Linked DNA regions of Zea mays: all the other regions are linked to region 3. Evidence: chromatin contacts called from public Hi-C data. All regions are on one chromosome and are shown on one strand. The core of a region is the stretch at or near the end of the contact, and the rest is flanking DNA. Distances in the headings are between cores, read along the strand shown.

What was found. Hi-C and Micro-C count contacts between places; a contact is called where the count stands out from the background.
Region 1: a Hi-C map of bundle sheath shows a contact between it and region 3, with 2.6 times the contacts expected there. The contact joins the promoter of LOC100279568 here to the promoter of LOC100192876 in region 3. A contact is called at or near these places in 2 of 25 Hi-C or Micro-C datasets (bundle sheath and endosperm).
Region 2: a Hi-C map of tassel shows a contact between it and region 3, with 4 times the contacts expected there. The contact joins the promoter of LOC100279318 here to the promoter of LOC100192876 in region 3. A contact is called at or near these places in 4 of 25 Hi-C or Micro-C datasets (ear, endosperm, leaf and 1 more).
Region 4: a contact with region 3 is called in a Hi-C map of leaf, with 4 times the contacts expected there. The contact joins the promoter of LOC100282058 here to the promoter of LOC100192876 in region 3. A contact is called at or near these places in 8 of 25 Hi-C or Micro-C datasets (bundle sheath, ear, leaf and 1 more).

Annotation. Positions count from the first base shown.
Region 1 is chr8:28,936,302-28,942,004 of Zm-B73-REFERENCE-NAM-5.0, forward strand. It overlaps LOC100279568, which reads right to left and starts at 3,747. Exons shown (of 4, transcript NM_001152565.1): 1 at 3,462-3,747; 2 at 924-2,308; 3 at 608-737; 4 at 1-479. The coding sequence starts at 2,297.
Region 2 is chr8:29,065,984-29,071,308 of Zm-B73-REFERENCE-NAM-5.0, forward strand. LOC100279318 (eukaryotic translation initiation factor 3 subunit 6-interacting protein) reads right to left here and starts at 2,528. Exons shown (of 7, transcript NM_001152339.1): 1 at 1,926-2,528; 2 at 1,474-1,805; 3 at 1-247. The coding sequence starts at 2,459. It overlaps LOC100279184 (Putative VHS/GAT domain containing family protein), which reads left to right and starts at 2,893. Exons shown (of 10, transcript NM_001349010.1): 1 at 2,893-3,394; 2 at 4,279-4,357; 3 at 5,029-5,127; 4 at 5,214-5,325. The coding sequence starts at 3,294.
Region 3 is chr8:28,558,571-28,564,174 of Zm-B73-REFERENCE-NAM-5.0, forward strand. It overlaps LOC100192876, which reads left to right and starts at 2,887. Exons shown (of 2, transcript NM_001138064.2): 1 at 2,887-3,884; 2 at 3,988-4,709. The coding sequence starts at 2,925. The coding sequence ends at 4,632. LOC103635005 (a long non-coding RNA gene) reads left to right here and starts at 4,986. Exons shown (of 2, transcript XR_557065.3): 1 at 4,986-5,604.
Region 4 is chr8:28,897,683-28,903,070 of Zm-B73-REFERENCE-NAM-5.0, forward strand. LOC100282058 (pollen allergen Phl p 11) reads right to left here and starts at 2,111. Exons shown (of 1, transcript NM_001154971.1): 1 at 1,131-2,111. The coding sequence starts at 2,042. The coding sequence ends at 1,506. It overlaps LOC100285507 (mpv17 protein), which reads right to left. Exons shown (of 3, transcript NM_001158399.1): 2 at 4,077-4,180; 3 at 2,267-2,962. The coding sequence ends at 2,563.

The DNA.
Region 1 (5,703 bases), core at 2,497-4,996, 380 kb after region 3:
GCTGCCACGGCGGGCATCTCCACTGCAATACCCATCCTCCAGATTCCTAACCCCGTCGCTGACATCTCTCAGCAGCTCCTCCAGCGACAGGTACGCCGATGACGATGACCTCCATCTCCGGCCCAGCGGCCTAGCGTAAGGCCACAGGATGTTCTGCTGGCGGTGTTTCAGCTCCAGTTGCTCTCCTGCCGCGTCCAGATAGAGCCGACGGTTTCTCGTTCTAGCCTTGGAGATCCTGTCACACTGGTTACTCAGATCCCCATACACATCAACGCCTATGAGCTCAGCTGCTCTGCTAAGGAACGGTTTGTCACTGAGGAGAAGCAAGCCGATCTCGTCTTTTATTTCAGCTTCCCTTGTCGGGGCTCTGTGCGTCGGTGAGTGAATAGCATCTGCATCCGCACCAGCTGAGCTGATTCTACAGTCACGGACAGCAGACTGCGATGTTTCGCTGGCCTCGCCAGGATCTTTCAGGATGTCTGTAACACAGAGTGGTTGTTCAGTGCAAAAAAATAATAAAAATTGAGCTTTAAAAGAGACGGAAACGGACTATCTGTTTCAGGATCACAGTGTGTTTAGAAAGAGTGAGCAATCTGCGGTTCCTTACCGCCCACAGAAGATGCTTCGTCCCAGTCAGCGCTCGGGCAGGCTTCGTCGCTCGGTGTCGCGCTATGTTCTGTGGATGGACCGTCAGTTTGGTCCAGGGCATGGAGAATCTCTTTTTCTATCTCGTAAGCCTGCATTATGAGCAAAAGGATGAATAATAAGGGAATATGCTAAACAAAACACATATATTAACTTATGCGCAAATCACTGCGTGAATGATTTCATGTGAACTAATGTCTTGATGGTTTTTCTGAAAACTTCTTCTGAAGCTATGAAGATTTTTTTTAATGAAAAACCCCATAACAAAGGATGCATACCACTAATTCATCAACGGTGGAGCTCTTAACATTTCTCCTGGGCACTCTCCTCGCTCTGGAATTGCTCTGTGGTTTCGGTGAGTTGGGCTTCACCACCGAGTCACAAGTACGATTGCTCCTTGACGCAACTGATCTCCTATCACACTGTTTCGCTACTGCTTCCGCGCTACGAGACGCTGATCCAGCTCTTGACTTCGCAGCATTCATCCTTTCTCTGCTTCTTTCACCTGAATAAGGCCTTTGTTTCTCCGTGCTCCTCCTGTTGATCTCATTCGCCCGTTGCTTCCTGCCTGTAGGAGAAGAGACGATCTTGATTTCTTTCGGGGATTTCGGTCGAGCCTGCTCAACGTATGCCGCTCTTTGGATCGGTTTGATCGATGCAGTATCATGAACCGCTCCGGTAGTATACGAAGTGCCGACGATGCCCTTCTTTGAGCTGGTAGAGTTCTTTTGAACGTTAGATTGCAATGGTGGCAGCTTTTCTGACCGAGGCATCTCTGAGCCAAAACCAGCCTCCTGTTTGAGTAACTGCGGCAGCAGCCTCTTCGACCTGGGCCTCTCGGTATCGAACAGCGCTCTTGGTGAACTCGCTGCCTTGTTCTTGTCGTCTTTCATGGTGGATTTAGCTTTCGGCGAGGGCAATCCATCGAGACCCATGAGCTTGGCTACCAAGCTTGGCGTCTTAGACTTTTCAGGTCGCACTGCTGCACAAGATGGCGACGACATGGGCACAGATTTCTTCTGATGAGCAGCAGGCTTGGGCATCAGGTAACTGTTCGGCAAGTGCCGTGCCGACTGGCTCAAAGTCAAAGAGGCCTGCTCATTGTTGGACACCAGAGAGTGGTTCTTCTTGTAAAAACTATCCTTGACAATATTTTTCAACTCACTGGTAGAATCGCTTAGCTGTTGTTTTAATCCATTGACCTGCACCTGCTTGGCGTTCGATGGCCTCAGGAGAACTTCACGGACTATGGTGTCTATCGCAGGAGACTGTTCACCAGTTTCCGGTCTTATCTTCTTGCTGGACAGTAGTCTCATGCTCAGTGACGCAGCTTGGAACCTCTCAAGCATCGCAAGGGACTCCTGGAGATCCATGGCGCCTCTTATTAGGAGGTCCTCAGCAAAATGCTTGGACAGCGAGGGCACCATCAGGTAGTCCCCGTGGAACGACATGGACCTTTCATCCTCCCTGTAGCTCTGCGACGCGCTCTGTACATCCCGACCTTGGCAGCTCCGACAGACCGAAGGCTGCAGCGTGACGATACAGGGGACAGTGCACTGGACTGTTTCGGAACAGCTGCCATCTTTGCTCCTTGGGGGCAGGCTCTTCGAGAGGGATCTGCAGACCACCGACCTGAAACTGTCTTGGTGCATCGCTGTGTTTTCTGGAGCAACCAGAAGGTGGAGGAACAGACAGGCTGAAACAGTCAGATGGTGTATATTCCATGTGAGGAAACGGAGAACGGAATTAAAGAAATGATATGCTGGTCAATTAAAGGAGGTAGAACTTAGAAGTAGAAAATTACATTATCTTCAGACAAGACAATTTATTTTTAGAAGCCAGTTTGCTTCAGGCAGGAGATGACTGAAGACTCGGGAAAGCACACCAAGTCAAGAGGAAACTGCAAAGTAACAGGAAACCTTATCTAACCCTAGTTCGTATCAGAGGGAGAAGTTAAGACTAGACAATTCTTGTTCTAAAGAAGAAAATGATACAATTTCAGAGGAGGGGGGCAAGCGCCAAGAAGCCAGTTGGTATAAGAACAAATTTTGATGCTTGGATAGCGAGACCGCTGAACAAATAAGCAGGCAAGGGCAGGACAGGAAGCGGTTGGGGAACTGGCTTCCACGGAACATCTGTGCATTCAGTAGCCGCCTGAGCTACCCTATCCATGATTGCTGGAATTTCACATGGTTCGTGTTGAAGAAAGTCTCAAAGACGAGCAGTTGCTCACGAGCACTAGCTTTTACCAGGATGCAGTGCAGCGGGAAGGAAGGAGGAGTAAAGGAGGGGTGGTGGTGGTTACAGGTTAGAGACCATTGATTGACTGATCTCCTTGAAACTAGGCAGGCAGGCACAGAAGTGAAGGCTGACTGGTGCTACCAGATTGGATTGGGACAAGATCCTAAACCTAACACCAGCCGGTCCGGTACTCCGGTCCACCACTCCACCCTCCCTACTCCCGAAATTCACAAAGCCTGACATGGATTCCCAACTGTACCTGGACGGCTGGACCAAGTAGCGGCAGGAAACGGCTGAGAATCACAACCGGATTAAACTGACGACATGAGCCGGCCTCAAATCGCAACCAGACTGCACGTTTGCTAGCCTCTCTGAATCTGAAGCCCGGGTGGACAGAACATTACTCCGAAACTGAAGGATTGTAGAGCAACTACGGTGACCAAGATGGAGAGAATTTACCGGAACGGCCGGAAGGGAGAGGGGCGAGCAGTGAGGGAGAAGCACAGGCTGCGTCGCTTCCCGTCCCCTAGACTGAAAATATTGAAGTGAAGCGGAAGAAGAAGAAAAAATGGCACCTTTTGCGTCTTGGCGGGAGTGGACTGGACTGGACTGAAGCCGCCTGAAGCGCACTCTCCCGCCCGCCAGGCGCGGCGCCGGCTGGCTGCGTCCCTCCGACTCCGAGACCGAGGCTTCTGGCTGGCTGCTTTGAGCTGCAAGTGCTTGTGCTGGGGGTAGGAGACGGAAGCCAAGATCTGTGGGAGGGAGGAGGACAGTGGAGTCGCAAGGAATGGAAGGAGCAGAGAGATACTAGATGAGAGAGGGGCAGACAGCTACTACTGCTAGTCTACTCGTACTGTCCTCGACGATTCAGGGACAGATACACACATGCCCCTACGCCCTACCACACAGGAAACTGGAGGCTCGCTACTCGCTTTGCCTTTACCTCTGGGCGCTGGCGCCAGCCACAGTAACAGCGGACGCGAAAGCTCAGCCGTGTCGATCCAGCTTTTGATGGCAAGGAGGGGGGCTCCTCCATCGGTGTGAGTTCATTTACTTTGACCAGGCATGGTGGCGATGATACGATTGATGGCAAAGACGACGCGCCTCGGTCTCAGAGGAGAGGAGGCCTGTGTGTGGGGGGGACTGGGGTCCTCTAGCGGTGGCGGGTGCCATTACCACTGTATCCGATGATGAACTCATCATCACATAACAATAATAAAGGCTAGCTGCCCCCGACAAAGTACGGCAGGGCGGACCACGGCAAGCAAATCAAAGACGAGGGATCTTCATTTCATACTGTACGTGCTCCGCGTGTGAAATGAAATCCTTGCGGCAGCAGGCTTGTCTGAACGCACCGAATCTGCTTGCAGGTGGGATGGGAGTGTAGGATGTTGTTACTGCTAGTACATCGGTGAACACATTAGCATTTCCTAGACTACAGATCCGCGTCACCGACGAGTTGCAGCAGGTAACGCGTCGTCGTCAAAGTTTTGCCGCCAAGTTAGACTCCGTTCGTTGCTCAATATCAGCTCCACGCTATGCTACACCACTAGAGAAAAAATTTCGTACCTAGGAATTTGGATAGAGAGACTCTAGGAAAGTTTTCAATAGGTTAGACCTCTTGTTATTTTTCCTTCAAAAATTGTATGGAGGGAAAAAATTCATAAAAATTTCAAAGGAATTGATGGATTCAATCATGTGTTGCAAAGGCTCATGTAGAAAATTTTCTGGTAGGAATTGAATACTTCATATTTTCTTTTTCTTTGTCCCGAAAGAGCCTTTTTTTTAAGTCCAGAGGAACAGAGTGACGAATAGAATTTATTGTAAAATACAAGCTATGATTAATTAGTCTTATTCAAATTTTGAGATATATATGTGTATATATTTATAGATGTATAAATGTAGTATAGAATACATATATAATTATTTAAAATAAAAAAAGAAACTATAAAACGCAAAGGAAAGGAAATCTTAGACTTAGGCCCTGTTTGAAAACAACCTAGTTTTTAAAATACCAGTTTTTATCTTCTAGTTAGGAGAGACTAATTTTTTGGTTTTTAAAAACTAAGAATCTAATTTCTATAAACTAGTATGTTTGGAACCATCTCAATTTATATAAATCAGTTTTTTAAATATTAGGTGCTTTCGAACAGAACCTTAGTTACCTGATTAAGACTAAGGAAGGCATTTATTAATAATCTCATATTAACAGTCACGACCAGAAAACCAACGTTATTTGTGAGGAAGGGATTGAGGAGACTAAAATTTATTACTGTTTAAAATGAAATAAGGAAAAAAATTAGTCCTCCCATTCCCCCTGCTAGCAAACGTGTTTCTCAGCCAGAACTGTAGGCAGCGCTAGCAGTACAGTAGCAATCCAGATCCATAGCTCCAATCCAACCTAGCGGACGTACTGCTGCTATAGTAGTAGATAAGATAACGCATGCAACCATGCTATGCTACAGCGGTCTGAGAGAAAAGGGACATCATTTGTCACTCAGTCTCAAGTGGAGCTTGTGTCTTCCAAATTTGTACGAATGCATATGCAATCTCAAGTAACTGAAGAAACTATATGCAATGATTGTATGTTTGGCTATACATTTTACTCTTTCAAAGACTAAAACTAGACTGAGCTAGAGGAAATTAGGTGGCATTATATCTCTACTAACTATTAAGCGCAGAGCGTAGACCGCCCCCGCTCGCCCTCCGCCCGCCTGCCCTCCGAAAACCCCGCCCGCGCGCGAGCCGCCATCTCGCCGCCAACCGCAAGGCGTGACCCCGACCGCCGTCCCGCCACCAACCGCAAGGCGCGTCTGC
Region 2 (5,325 bases), core at 1,278-3,777, 510 kb after region 3:
GTATGCTTCATCATCATACCTCTGCATCTTTGTCATCTTGTCGTTATACTTTTCTTTCAGCTGGGTGCTAACATTTTCATCAATGAGCTTGTTCTGTGGGCACAAAGATAGGCAAATCACCAACAGTGCATACATCTGCTCATTTTTCTTCAGTATCTGATCATACTGAGGGGACTTCTGATGATACTGCTTGTACTTGAGGATATACAGAAGAATCTTGTTGAATTCACGAGTGGCCTCAACATACCTAGATTTACCCCCAAAAAAATTGCGTTTATGAGCAACAAGAATTAAACATCTTGGGTAATTCCATCCCAAGAAAGCATGTAGAAATCTTGGGGGCAATAAAATGAAATGGTTCACCTGTCTAGCTGGAAAATTGTTTCATAAATGAAGCATTTAGCATTGCTTAGGTAGTATAACTAAATTAGCTGATGATGTTATTGTTGAGAGCACCAGAATTATAATATAGAGCGCCAAACTGTTGCAACCTTACGATATGCAATACCAATCCCCTTAACTTTGGGTGTATGATAAATAAAAAATGAATCTTGTAGGTCTCGTATGCTTTTGGCGGGCTATGTAGTGTTAGTTGATGACGGGAGACTCTAGAGTCTAAACTCTAAAGGTTTTAGACTTGGTAGAACTAAAACTGAATAAATGATATGCGACTTCAGCACTACTACACATGAGGAAGGACATAGTAGTTTGAAAGATCATAGTGCCTAGGAAGAATATCTTTTGGTATTTAGGATCAATTGTATGTAGAGAAGGAGATATTGATAAAGATGTTAGCCATAGAATCAAAACAGAGTGGATGAAGTGCCGCCAAGCATCTAGTGTTTGTGTTCTATGTAACAAGAGGATGATATACATGATGCGCCAGGGGTAACACAAATTAAACAACAGCTTGTCCAACACTAGTTGAGATGGTTTGAACATGTACAACAAAATCCTTCAGAGGCACCAATGCATAGTGGTATCCTAAGGCGCAATAGCAATGAGAAGAGAGACAGGAGAACACTGAAGTTGACATGGTAATAGGCAGTAAAAAAAGACTTGAAATGGTGGAATATACCCAAAGATTTAACCTTGAATAGGAGTGCATGGAAAATAATCCATGTGCCTGAACCTTGATTAATGGTTTATGTTGGGTTTGAACTCTAGCCTACCCCAACTGGTTTAGGACTAAAAGGCTTCGTCGTTGTTTTTGTAAGTCTCATATGCCAGTATGAGAGAATGTTTCAGCAATGTCTAATCATTCCGCAGATATCCTCAATAAGATTGTAAGCAGTCCCCCACCCCCACCCCATATCTCAAATCCTGGCTTCAAACCTGATTGTAAGAAGGTATAATACTAGGGGTTCCATTATTTCTTGTACTAAAGGTATCAAAACTATGTGTGCCAACCTCAATGCACTAGGTTCTAAACAATCGTAGGCCATAGTGATCAGAAAAGTAGGTTTGCCACACCTGCGCATCATAAGGTTTGCGAAGCCATAGTGATAGATGGTGGAAATGTGGCTCCCGATGACAATGCTGTAGACCCCTTGCTGGTTGAGGTCGATGGGACCGAGGCACTTGAGGCCAGTGTGGTAATCCCCAAGGAGGCAGTGTATCCTGAGGAGGCCAATCATGCTGTAGTAGCCGAGCACCTTGAGCACGTTGCTCCCGCCCTCGTAGTCGTAGCCATCGGTGGCGGTGAACTGCTCCAGGCCCTCCTTCTCCCTCTCGAGGATCTGTGTGATCATGGACTTCTCGACCAGCGCCTGCAGGTAGTTGAGGACCCCGTACACGTTCCACGCCTGCAGGTACGTTTGATTTAGGGAGAGCAGAGCCGTGATTCACTGCCATTTTTTGGGCATTTGTTGGAGTCATGCACCTGGCAAGAAAGGGAAAGGGAAGACAAGACAAGTACTAGCAACCTTGTCGAACTGCTTGAGCTGGTTGAGCTCGTCCTCCGTCTTGGTCTTGAGCTTGGCGCGGTATTGGCAGCAGCTCTGGAACTGGTAGACAAACTCGTCGACCATGTCCCAGAGCCACTGGTTGGGCAGCTGCATGTTGACGACGCCGTGAAGGACGACTCTGAAGAGGTCGCAGTAGTTGGTCCAGGACTCGGCGCGGTGCGCGGCAGTGAGCGGAGAGAGGCGGGCGTGGGCGTGGCGGTACCAGAGCTCGCGGTAGAGGAGGAGGAAGACGGGATCGCCGTCGCAGTAGGGTGCGACGGCCTCCGCGGAGGGCCAGGGAGCGTCGCGGAAGAGGCGGTCGGAGAGGCGCTGGAAGCCGCCCTCGTACATCTGGTGGATCTCGTAGACGTTCTTGTCCCGGATGTGGCGGTACAGGTGCACCACGAAGGTCTTGACGGAGTCCGGCACGTAGCTGGGATCGTAAGCGTCCACCGCGTGCGGCGGCGCCGACGGCTGCAGACCGTCCTCCCGGTCGTAGGGGGCCGCCGCCATGGCTGGGGAACTGGGGAGGCAGGGGGGTTCAACCGTTCAAGGTCCGGTGGCGCGCGGTGGGATGAAGCCCTATTGTTTTGCTTGCCTGGCTCTTGGCTGGGTGTTGTGTCAGTGTGTGTGTGTGAGAGAGATGGGAGCTTTGCGGCTGCTTGCTACGTGGGCCGTAGGGTGAGGCGTGGGCCTACTTACTGGCGCCTTTTGCAGGTTGGGCCGGCCTGCGAGGTGCATTTGGTGGGTTTGGGTTGGCGCAAGCCGCGAGGGAAGGGAGGGCCGGGCGGCTGCCGGGTCGCCGTCGAGGCGTCCTCCCTCCCGAGTCCCACGAGCACGGAGCACCGGCCTCCGGTTCAGATTCGGTGACACGCACGGCACGGACGAACCCAACGGGGCACTGCTCACGGGAAAGAGAGAGGATTCCTCCGCCGCGTCCGCGTTGGACTGGACAGCTCACGCCGCTGCGAAAGCAACCAGCCAGAGCCAGATCCGTCGGTTCCAACGAAACATCCATTCACGCCCGCCACCGGCATCCCCATCTCCGATCCGCCGCAGCCGCAGTCGCAGGCACGTCCTCCTCTCCGGCCACCCGGAGCGCGGCAGCCAGCGAGCGAGCCACTGTGGTCGCCGTGCAGGTACCTAATTTTTGCAGCCCCCACAAAGTCAGAGGGTGGGGGCAAAAAAGAAAGGGGGAAGACAGTCACAGAGAGGTGCGCGGCCAACTTGCCTGGTGCGGGTGGTTTCGGGCACGGGCGAGCGCCATCCGCTCGCTGCCGATCCCAATCCGGCCAGCAGCGGCCGCCCCGCCACCGGGCCTCCCTCCGACCGTTCCCCCCGCCCGCCATGGCTGGTTCCATGGTGGACCGCGCCACCAGAGACATGCTCATCGGCCCGGACTGGGCTAAGAACATGGAGATCTGCGACATCTGCAACCGCGACCCCGGGTACGGACCCCCTCTCCCGCTACCCTGACCTGTCTCGGATTCGGGCTGCTCCCGCCATCAGATTCCCTCCCTATCCCCGCGAGATTCTCAATCGCGCCTGCGATCAGTTGTGGTTTTACGCGCTCACCCTTCTCGGAGTTAGGTTCCAACTAGAGGGGGTCCAGGCTGCTCGAATTGAGCTACCCGCCACATGCGTCTCTGCCAGGATCATCATTTCTGACTCTGCAATGTACCTGCCTTGCTCCGTTTGCATTCTCACGTCGTGTAGTCATTTTTTTAAACTGTTAGTAGTCTCCGATCGCACAGTAGAGGTGGGGGGGGGGGGGGGGGGGGGGGGGGGCTTCATTGGGTCATCATTGTTCAAATCATAATTGAGCAATCCCTGGTTTGGAAATAACTGTCCATGCTCCATTTGCTGATTAGGTCGTGTGGCAAAAGGGAATGCTACACGAGAGGGGCCCTTACTGTATCCTAACTAGGTGCTGTAACATACTTTTCCTGATCAATCACAGCGCGCTGCATCTATGAGGGAAAATATCCACAGACGATTTTACAAATGGCAAAAAAAAAAATAGAGGTAGACCAGTGGGAATATGGGGAAGATACTGTATTCTGGTTTCCATATTTTCAGTCCAAATGTTTTGATTCCGCATATGACAATATATTTGAGTATCTGAATCTGCTGGCAAATGATGCACTTTGTTTTTATTTGGTTCATGGCCAAGAATTGGGACTGAATATCAAACATTCTACTGGACTGAAATGATATAGCTTGCACTAGGTTGCTCATGTTCATTTCGTTTCTGCTGAAACAGAAGCCCATTTAATTTGCTTTGCCCTGCTGTCATTCTGTTATTGATTGTCCATATCTATGCTTGTAACAGGCAATCAAAAGATGTCGTCAAGGCACTAAAGAAACGGATTGGCCACAAGAATCCAAAAGTTCAACTTCTTGCACTAACTGTAAGTCTGTCTGTGACTTGTCATTTACTTTTATGTCTTACGTGTGGTAGGCTATTAGTAACTGTCAAAGACTTTTTTATTGTTTTGTATTGTGCTTCCACAAAATCGAACACGTGATCCTCTGGCACTGGTAACTGTTGAAGATTTTTTTCTGTCGTTTTGTGTCTTGCTTTCACAAATCAAACACCTGATCATCTGCTAAGTTATGTGTTGCACTTTTGTTATATGTTCAACCATGTTCCAATTTATGTTCCCGTCATTTGTCCTATGCTTCATTGCATATGCAGTTGCTCATGATCATACTCATACATTCTGCTACACTATCAGGATAACTGAGCACAGTGAACACATTTTGTCTATTCTTACTAGGAATTGGTGGTAGGCTATTCCGACTGTTTTTTACTATTTAGTTTATTCATGAGATCCTAATAACTTTAACTTGCGCATTTTGTTTCCTTGTTAAAACCACCAAAGGAATACAAACACCAACACCCAATTCTTTTGAATTGTTGAGGCTCAATACATCTGTTGTATTTTGTATGTTTGTAGAGGTCCAGGATATGTATATGGTGTAGAACATGTATAATTTTGTTATGATGATTTTTAAATTTAATATTTAGCTATTGCCAAAATGTTAGCATTGTCTTGCTGATGATATCTCTATATTTCAGCTGTTGGAAACTGTTATAAAAAATTGTGGGGATATACTTCACATGCATGTTGCAGAGAGAGATATATTGCATGATATGGTGAAGATAGTGAAGAAAAAGGTTCAATATGCTTCATGCTTGCAAAACTGTAGTTCTTATTCTAATGAACTGCTGGTTTCTGATGGCATTTTGTTTTCATGTTACAGTCTGATCCTCGTGTTAAAGAGAAGGTATTGGTGCTGATAGATACATGGCAAGACGTGTTTGGGGGATCACATGCAAGATATCCACAATACTATGCAGCATACCATGAGTTGG
Region 3 (5,604 bases), core at 1,637-4,136:
AAAGCTTACAACAGCTGGAGTTCAATCTCTGGGGACATGAATGAATTGTGTTATTTGTTGATACGAATTATCTGATAGTTAGATACTCAGGTTGGTGTATACTTTTAGAACATTGTAGTTGGTAGATATTTGTGAAGGCGAGAAGGCTATCTTGTCATGATGGAAATCTTCATTCATTGGGTACCACATGCATTCCTTTTTCCAAGAGAAATATACATTTATGATTTATATTTTAATTTCTTCCCCTAAAGTCCATATCTCGATGTGAGCATTCCAGTCTCTAGCTGTTTTTGTTATATCATTTCATTTTTCCATAATAGTGAATTTGTTTGTGAGATATAGTCTCTCACAGTGGTGGATCTAGGCTCTCTTCAAGACTACGGCCTCTAAAAAGCTAAGAATGTTGTACGATAGACATAACAAGATGAACCTATAGTAGTGAACGAATGAAGTTTCTGTGGGCTCTGAAGCTTTGTTGGCTTAAAATGGTAATTCTATTGTATTCTTTCACATGAGATAATTTATGCCGAGCTGAACAATTGTCGTTTATCTTAGTGCAACTGATGTTGGAGCTGAAGTTAGCGTTTGTTTCTAATTTCTAGGTTTCTATGTTTCAATGGCCTCTTGAAAATTGAAAATGGCCCTTGTAGGCTGAAGGATGTATGCATGGAATAGACCTTAGACAAAGCTTTTGTGCAATATGCTGAAGTCATTCTTGTTGATGGGAAATTAACAAAGGCTAAGGCTGACCAGCTTGCTAAGGTTCAAATGCTGGTCGGTTTGCCTACTAAGCATCCACAAGATCTTATTATAAGTTCTGAGAAGGCCAAGTCAATTTTTCAGGATATTGCAAAAGTTAGGTTGGAGAGCTCCCTTGTTCAGGCTTTTGATTTGCTTCTGCAGAAGGAGAGATGACTTGGTATGACACTAAATTCTCCTTTATATGCTCCACGAAAATTTAGTTATGTGGAAAAGTAATGTAATGGCAATATGTGTGCTAACTATAAAATTCCAATTGCAGCTTTCATCTCTGCATGACATGATGGCATGTGACACAGCGGTCTCTGCTCCGCAACCCTTGTCATGGCCTATAGTTGGTGTTCTAGGAAGGGGCACCATTTTATTAGGGTAGCCACCAAAGTTGATGTCCCTTTTTAATGGACGAACTTGGTGCTGTGGACGACATCTGCTATTGTAGCTAGGCGCTTACATGTTTTCCTGTAAATGCTAGCTCTGTAATCACCAAAGGAAAACACAAGAGTACTCTTGGAGGAAAGTTTAGCATTCAGTTTAACAAACCTTACCAACTCATGCCATGTTTGAATGCAATAATGCATGTTCTGTTGCCCTGTTGTTGCTTGGACACATGCTTGGTATGCCTATTTTCTGGTTATGTCACAAATCACATCTCCCATGTAAATTTATGGCTATGATATGCATCAAACAAGCTTATATTTTGCTCTCAAGTTGGTTCAAACAGTTCTAATTCATCTTAATATTTATTTGAAATTGGTTTGATAATTGCTGCAATAAGGAACTTATTTGAAGGTAAGAGTTATATGTTGTCTTGTCAATCACTGATTGACATGTGGTCTAATTTCATTCAGTTTTATTGGTTTGAGCTCTCGTGACATGTCGTGCTCGTGCAACACTCAAAGAAGACGAAATTACATGTCGTCGCAACGTACGAGCATTGTACTGTGATATATAGAAATCGTAGCAACATAACTGCTATATAACTGTGATATATAGAAATTGTAGCAACGTATCAGCAACTCACCTAGAAATGGATTATAAAATTATTTTTTATTATATTGTAACACATATTTATATATAAGTTATTGTAATATTCTATGTTTTCATTGCGACACCCACCTAGTGCACCTATTAAAACACGATGCAAAGACGGCCGGCCGGTTCAAGACTTCATCAGAGGGCAAGTTTGCATTGGCAACGAGCGTGTAGTACGCGTGGACTCTGAAGCAGTTGTTGTTGTACCCCAAAAAAGAGAGGAGAAAGTGACATTTTCTTTTCTTTGTTTTTACGTAGCCATGCATGCGCTCAATCAGGGAGGCAGCTCAAACATGCCTCTCCAACCCATCGCCGTCTGCTCACGGTCCTTTCAAAAAAAATCTAAACCAGTACAGACATGGCTGATTGAGCCAGCACCCCTCTCATTTATAAAGACTATTTCACATTCCCAATATACCACTAACTAAACTACTTACCATAGAACACAATCTTCGAACTCCACACTTGCATGCCACAACTCAAAAGATAAGTTGTATAAAGTCATGTCTCCGTTAGTCCATCAAACTCAATCCAAGATGTTACTCTATTGATTTTCACTCATCGCAAGCTCAAACTATAAATGTTCATATTAACCTTTTGTTCGTATTTATTTTTGTCTCTAAAAAAACCAAAAGCCAACAAAAATATAGGAATCTAAGCTGTTTTTTTAGAAGTAGCTGCTTTTAGAATAGTACAGATTTGAAGTTTTGAAAGAACCTTGAACCATGCTTTTGACTCCTGGCTTCTGAATTTAAAGTAGTGAAATATAGAGATGTTTCATATTTGCTTTAGAAAAACAAAAACAAAAGGTACTTCTGATCTTATTTTTTTTCTCATTAGGAAATCCAGTCAGATTCGAAGCCATTTGACTTAAGACAATTTTATTTGACGTCGCTTGTTTGTACAAGGTACCTAGCTGGGACAGCGCGTGCTACGTTCTCTGCACTGCGCCTTCACGTACGTCAATGCAGAAAGAGTGTAACACGTGTACGGCGCATGCCCACGTTGCAACGTCCTTGCATTGGCGGCGCTGCTTGCTCGGCCGGCGACGGCAACAAAGCATATAACGAAACGTCTCCGCCGCCTTCACTTTCCAAACGTTAGCCTTTTCCAATCAGGGAGAGAGCTCAAACATGGCACTCGAACCCGTCGCTCTCCTGCTCACGGTCCTCGTCGCCGCGCCGCTCACGGTCCTCCTCCTCCTCCTCTTCCTCGTCGCCGGCAACAAGAGGCCCGCTCGTGCTGCTTCTCCCACGCCGCGCCACCGCTTGAGGCTGCCGCTGCCGCCGTCGCCGCGGGGCCTCCCGCTGCTGGGCCACCTGCACCTGCTGGGCTCGCTGCCGCACCGCGCGCTGGCGTCTCTGGCGCGCGCGCACGGCCCCGTGCTGCTGCTCCGCCTGGGCCGCGTGCCCACCGTGGTCGTGTCCTCCGCTGCCGCCGCCGAGGAGGTGATGCGGGCGCGGGACCTGGCGTTCGCGAACCGGCCCGCGAGCGCCATGGCCGTGCGCCTCCTCTACGGCCGCGACGTCGCGTTCGCGCCCTACGGCGAGTACTGGCGCCAGGCGCGCCGCGTCTGCGTCGTCCACCTCCTCAGCGCGCGTCACGTCGGGTCCTTCCGCCGTGTCCGAGAGCAGGAGGCCGCCGCGCTGGTCGCACGCGTCGCCCGGGACAGCGCCGGTGGCGCGGCCGTCGGCCTCAGCGATCTCCTCACCGAGTACGCCAACGCCGTCGTGTCGCGCGCCGCGTTCGGCGACGAGAGCGCGCGCGGGCTGTTGGGCGAATTCGACTCCGGCCGTCGGCAGAGGAAAGTGCTCACCGACTTCCAGAAGCTCGTGGGGACGACGCCCGTCGGGGAGCTGCTGCCGTGGCTGGGCTGGGTGGACGCCGTCACGGGGCTGGAGGGGAAGATCAGGCGGACGTTCGAGGCGCTCGACGGGTTGCTCGAGAAGGTGATCGATGACCACCGGCGGCGGCCTCGCAGCGGGGAGGAGGGCGGTGACCGGGACTTCGTGGACGTGTTGCTGGACGTCCACAACAAGGACCAAGAGCACGGCATCCAACTAGAGACCAACGAAATCAAGGCCATCATCTTGGTAATAAATTTATATGACATACCGATCCATGAATTCATTTCGTATTTGTTATATTTGATATGATATGGTTCATTCGTGGTTGCCCATTTAAATTACTCGGCAGGACATGTTCGCGGCAGGCACGGACACGATAGCCACGGCGATGGAATGGGCCATGGCGGAGCTCGTCACCCACCCGCGTGCCATGCGGAGAGCCCAGGACGAGGTCCGCGCGGCGGCGGCCGGCTCAACCGGCGTGAACGAGGACCACGTCGCGCAGCTGGACTACCTCAAGGCCGTGCTGAAGGAGACGCTCCGGTTGCACGCGCCGTTGCCACTGCTGGTGCCCCGGGAGCCGGCGGCGGACACCGAGATCCTGGGGTACCACGTCCCGGCGCGCACGCGCGTGCTGGTCAACGCCTGGGCTATTGGCCGGGACCCCGCGACGTGGGAGCGCGCCGAGGAATTCGTGCCAGAGAGGTTCTTGGGCGGCGCCGCCGCAGCTGACGTCGGCTTCAAGGGGCAGCACTTCGAGCTCCTGCCGTTCGGCGCCGGCAGGAGGATGTGCCCCGGAATCGCGTTTGCGGAGGGAAGCGCCGAGATGGCCCTGGCGAGCCTGCTGTATCATTTTGACTGGGAGGCGGCGAGCCGGGGCCAGAACGGGAAAGGGACGCTGTCGCTGGACATGACCGAGATGAACGGATTAGCCGTGCATATCAACTCCGGTCTTCCGCTTGTAGCCAAGCCGTGGATCCCCTTCAAGAACTAGGAGAAGATATTGGAGATATTTGGTTTTTTACTGCAAACAATGTGCTTGATTTTAATGTTATTTTAGACATTTTTGCTCTTCTTCGTCCTTCTCCCTTTTTCCCTTTTTGTGTGTGTACGCTTGTAAAAAAAGACAAAATATCAAAATAATCTCTACTACCCTATATAATAGAACGTGGGCGCCACATCTCCCTGGTGAAGCATGTCCCCGTCCTTCGCCCCGGCCGGCTCCCCTCGTGCACGCAACACCGTGATTTCCTACCCCATTCCCGATCCGAAATCTCCTCACCCACTCTCGCCATGAAAGGCACCCACCCGACGGTGCGTCCGCGTAATCCGTACGCGCGATTTATTCCCCCGCCTCTGACTTCATCACCCCGCAAAATCCAGCCGTCGCACCCTCTCGCGACGCCCGCGATTCCATGGCTGTCACGTCTCCATCCTCGCCCCGCATGCCCTGGTCGTCGGCGTCGCCCAGGCGATTTCGTGCCCCCACACATTTCCCTCCATCGCAATGTTGCCCGTTGTGCCCCTGTCCATGGCACCCCGACCCTCACCTCACCCTCTTCCTCCCCACACCCCCGCGTTCCCCCACTCCTGCCGCGCTCGCCACCCCGCCTTCCCCATGAATCCTGTTTTTGCGCCACGGGTAAGTCCCCGTCATTTTCTTCATCACCGGAGCCAGAGTCGGGGCGCAAAGACGGCGACGCGTCCTTGTCGCTGCATTGCGCTGCTCGTCCTAGCGGCACATTATGGCATGGAAGACGGCAAGGAAGTTGCGGTACTTGAAGGGCTGCTCGAGCATGCAGATTTGCTTTCCCCTGGCGGTCGTGGGGTCCTCCACCGGCGACGAGGGCAAGTGGAAGTGGGGCTCCAGCGGCTGGAAGGCAGAGGGGAGGAGCAGGTCGACGCGACGCGTGCATAGCTGCTCAGCCACCGCGTGCCCCCCTCCGCTAAGACAACCGCAGTCTCC
Region 4 (5,388 bases), core at 861-3,360, 340 kb after region 3:
GAAGCATCTCAAAGGAATTTAATTTCCTCATAACAATTAATATGATAGTGGTCCTCTCACTTTTTTGTTCTCTCATGGAGTGCACAAATATCTAACCATAGTGCATGGGTGCATTTGTGATTTTGCACTTGGTTAAAAACATCCTTGCAAAGACCTCTAAAGAGTGTGTTTTTGGCATTTGCATTCCGTGTTTTATAGTGTATCTCATATTTTTATCACCAACTAGGTTGGTGGGATCCTTAGGTTTTGAAAAGCCTTATGTGGAGACTCTAAATGATCCAATATATATGGCCATAAGATATGCCTCCATACAAATTTTCCAATAAAGAAAATTGTCTCACTCAAAACACAAGAGGGGGTCCATCTCCACCAGACATCTTTCTCTAGACAGTTAAGCCTAAAACAATGAGCACGGGCTCTAATATCAATTGAAAGGATTAAGGTGCTTAATAGGAGGGTGAAATTGGCTAAGATAAAAAAATCTCAACAATTAAATCCTATCGAATAGCCAATATCAAGTGAAAGGATTAAGATGCTCATTAGAAGGGTGAATTTGGCTAAGATAAAAATTTTGCAACAATTAAATCCTACTGGATAGCATGACATAAGTTTTTACATGTTCTAACCCTATTATAGCATGACAAATATATAAATGCAAAGACAAAAATTAAATCACTCAAATATAAATACTCAAAAGTAATTAAGGGTTATAAACATAATAATGTTTTGTCGAGATATCGGAGAGTCAACACTCTCCACTAGTCCTTGTTGGAGCACCCAGGCAAGGATGTCGCTCCATCTTGATCTATGCAAGAACCAAATGCTCTCTATTGTTTGATTCTTCACCACTCTAGTATGGTAAATCACCCATAACTATTTAAAACTTCAGTTAGACCACCCACGCTCACCACCGAGTTATCACCAAACTCCTAAACGCCACGAAGCCATATAGGTGATACCAATCACTAAGAGTAACATGTGCAGGCTCTCATTTGATCTAACAAGGCTAATGAGAATTATGGATGCACACTTGCTTCTCGGAATGCACTAATGAGACACTAATCTCGTGGTTATCAAATCTCATTCACTTCAGCTCTCTTTCTCCCCCAAATGGTTCCTTCAACTCAACAAAACCATAAGAGATCTCAAATAGATGAGATACTGTACTATACAAACAAAACGGATACCTTTGCATCATAAAAACAAAACGGATACCCTTCCTCCTCGACGAGGGATGAGGGAGAAAACGAGAAGTTAATAAAATTAAAAAAAAAAGCAATATAAAAGAGCAGAAGTAGCAGTACATCTGCATGCATGCAGATTTAGGCCCATCAAAAGAAGCGGATCGAACGTTTGCTTACGAGGCCAGGCCCATTATCGCTGCCCTCGAATGCAGTGCATAGACATACACAATACAAAAAACGCGGAAGGCAGCTACCATCTTCAATTCTTGGGCGAGCGGGCAGGGCAGCAATGGATGCAGGCATGCACAGGACGGAGGACGATCATGGCGTCTCGGAGGCGTCCTTGAGATCGTACTTCTCGAGGAGGGCGCCGCACTCCTTGAGCGGGTCCTTGCGGAAGAAGGCGATGGGGTTGGCGTAGCGGACGCCCTGCTGCTTGATGCCGTTGTTGGAGGTGAGCGGGACGCGGGCGCGGTCGCGGAACTCCTCGATCTCCGCGCACCCCGGGTCGGGGCTCCGGGCCAGCACCACCTCGCAGATCTCCTCCTGGTGGTCCTGGTCGATCTCCAGCTTGTACCACCCGCTGTCGTCCGTCGTCGCCTCCGCCTTGAGCGTCTCCTTGGACGCGCCGAAGTGCCGGCACACCACCTCCACCGTCGCGCCGGCCACGCTCCTGGACACGTTCGTCTCGAACCCGGCGCGGCAGGGGTCGCAGTACACGCGCCCCGTCACCACGAACCCGCCCGCCTTCTCCGCGGACGCCACGCCGGCCAGGGACGACGCCGCCGCCACGGCCAGAACTACGGCCACGGCGGCGACCAGCGTCGTCGTCGACCTGTTGCCGCCCTGCGTCGTCATTCGTTCTACGCCTAGCTAGCTAGCTTCTTTTCTTTGCTTGGGGGACGGAGAGGGAGAGGGAGAGGATCGTTCGTGAACTCCTCTCGGCGAGGGGCCGCCATGCGCCCTTTATAGATAGATAGATGGAGAGGAGAGGCGGAGCTCGTTTCCAGGCTCGTCCGTCGGCGCCTGTGCGCCGTCCATGATCCCCACCCATCCCTCGCTAGCTATTCCTGGACTGGAACTGCTGCAACAGGATATATATTCAGCTTTTGCTCGCGTTGCAATCGTCAATTCCACCCATTCCCAGACATGACTTAAGCATCTTGGATCAAAGACTAAAAAGAAAGTTTAACACATCGGCAAAACACAGGCACTTCAGTTAACAGAGCAACTCGGCAACCGTTTCATCCCGTCAAAGACTAAAAAGAATTCTCTATAGCGACGCCAATGTTCAGCCTTGCTGGCATCGCAATTATCTTCCTTGATCAACCGGAGTTTACAGGTACTGATCCAGACAACGAACCATGCATGACTCAAATCAAACCTTACCCTTCTGGTCTTCGATTTTCTGGAACGAAGTGAACCACCGCTTCCAGGAGGCGTCACCCTGCTGCTCAATCCACGACAGGAAGCAGCTGTCCAGGAGGCAGAACAAGTTCACATACAGGAGCTGGTACCGCACGGGAACGAAGCGGAAGTTCGCGATCTGCACAGCAGGCCAGATGGTTCCGCCTAACACCAGAGCCGGAATGAAGTCCCTCTTCACGTCCTCCTTCACCTGCTCTATGCTCCTTCCTTGACCCAGACCAACATATGAGAAGAACAGGAGGAGGTCTAGTGGTCCGAAGAGGAATCCATCCGCGGCAACTTTTGAGGCGACGAATTTGAACGTGTTAGGCTGAAACCTCCGCCGGATGATGCGATCCAGGTATTCATACCTATACAACAAAACCAAAGCCTTAGTGACAGATATTGATGCTGCCAACAACATCTCATATAGCAGTCCAATTCACAATAGTTCGCCCGTATTTTTCACTCCAAAAAATAAGGAGAGAACTGCTTTCATCTCTTTTTTTTTCTCGAAAACGCGGGAGAACTGTGCATCATTATATTAAGAAGAAAATTTGGGCCCTAGAGGGGCAGTACAGTACACCCGTACCACAAGATCTTACCTACCTTTTGCAAATGAACAAATTGCAGCAGTAAGTGATGAGATTGTGGGATCAACATCTGTCCAATAGCAAAAACCCGTGTGATCATATTTTTTTATCTGTGTTTTCATACAGCTGAACATAGTCCAGTGGTTTACAACTAACTCTCCAAAACATAGCATCGTCACTACATGTGACATGGTGCAAATCAAATCAATGTTGAAGTGGACTACTGAGCACAAAAATGACAAATAAGGATGTACAACTGTGAACTGTGAAGTACATGCCAAAAAACTTCTACTCTTGATTATAAGTTGATGTTTGCCCATTGTGGACAGTCAACTGCCTGACCACATAACTAGGTAGCGGGGCAAAATTCCGTGAACCACTTGTGCACTCATGTTGTCATGCATGCTGTTGGTAATATTATATCGTGATTTACTCTATTGAAAGATAACCCAGTATATTCAAGCAAATCATGTGTTGTTAGATATATCAATTTTCAAGCAGTCGCCAAGTGCTTATTGATAATATGACACCATTACGATCAAAAAAGATAATATGACACCATGAACTGTCACTCATACTAACACGTAGATACCTAAAATGGAGAACAGCAGTGCAGAATTGGGAATTTGGGATTACATCCTCACTTTGCCCTTTTATCTTCTATATTATCCTATGTTTTTGTTATTTTATCAGAGTGTGTTGCTGTGTTTGTTATTCTGTATTTGCTTTTCATCTGTGACGTGTGGTGACTGAGACTGGGAGCATAAGATTATGGTTACGACTTACGAGTTTTTTTATTGTTATACAGTAAGAGATTAACCTATGATCATACAGAAAATATACATGTAAACAGGTAGACATAACGACATGTGATAAAAAACAGGGAACTAACCAGTAATGCCCAACTGGACCAACAAAAGCAAATCCGAAGGAGCTTGTGATGCCCACCCTCTTCCAATCAACTTTAAACTCTTTATTGTCTTTATTATCTTTATCCTGTAAAAGGCAGAAGAGTATTGTTGAATGGGGTAACAATGAAGTTGAAGAATGACAAAATTAGGAGTAGACAGCCAAACAAAGAATAATAGATAGACTGCCCATGGAGGCACAGATAGTTTATATTGGGTCCCCAAGACCAAACGAAATGCCAGTCAGGATTCCTTGAATTTCCAATCTCGTATCTGAACAAATACACCATGAACAGCAATAAATATCTTGTTTCTTGTTTCAACTAACTGGCCAATACATAGCAAACATAATCAGCCTTTCAGTTGCACTGCACTGACTTTATTTATAGATAAAACCTAACAAATGAACTCTAGCTACAAGTATTTCAAAGGCTGGTTTGCTTCTTACAAAGAAGCCAAGCATGTTATGTAAATTACATATTAATGATAATCAAATCAAGCTCCCGATTCTGGCCATGCTCAGAGTTGAAAGAACAAACAAGCGCATCTGAAGCAAAGACAACGAGACAAATGACTAGCCATTACTGACAAAGAAAGAAATGAAAAGTGTAACTCCATTAGTGCATATTAACATAATACAAGGAAACCCCACCCCATCTTTATTTTGTCATAGTGATTGAAATGGACAGCAAACAATAACCATCCTGAAGGTCACAGCAAGCAAAAGGTCGACAATATACATGGACACTTGGACAGAACATTCACCCCCGATTTGCAGAATAAGCCATTTACCAAGCAAACCTCCATTTTTTTGAAAAAAGGGGCGGGGTGCTTCAACATCTCATTGCATTGCCCATTTACTCCTCTAAGTCGCAACACAAAGTCTCTAATACTACCCCAAATGGAGCGGCACCAGACATCATCGGTCATTCAGACCTCCTATAGTCCTATCCCGTCGTTAGCATCAAACCTCCTCATATCTGACGTCTAATATATTGCCACGAGAGGACAATAGTTCTTAAAAGCTGACACTAGCAGCACCACAGAAGTCTATAGATATCCACAAGACTTGATAGATTTGACAAGACTGTAGCAGTAGAAACGAAGAATCGTTATCATATCAAGGTGCCCCCCACCAAATTTTCTAGTTTCTTGGGTGGTAACCACACACAAGCCCAAGAAACAAGGCACAAATCCAAGCATTATCCACATTCAGAGTTGATGGCTTGACACTGCTTGAGGTTACCGATCAAATCCACAGCTCATTCGAACTGATAAAACGTCACATCCCCTAGT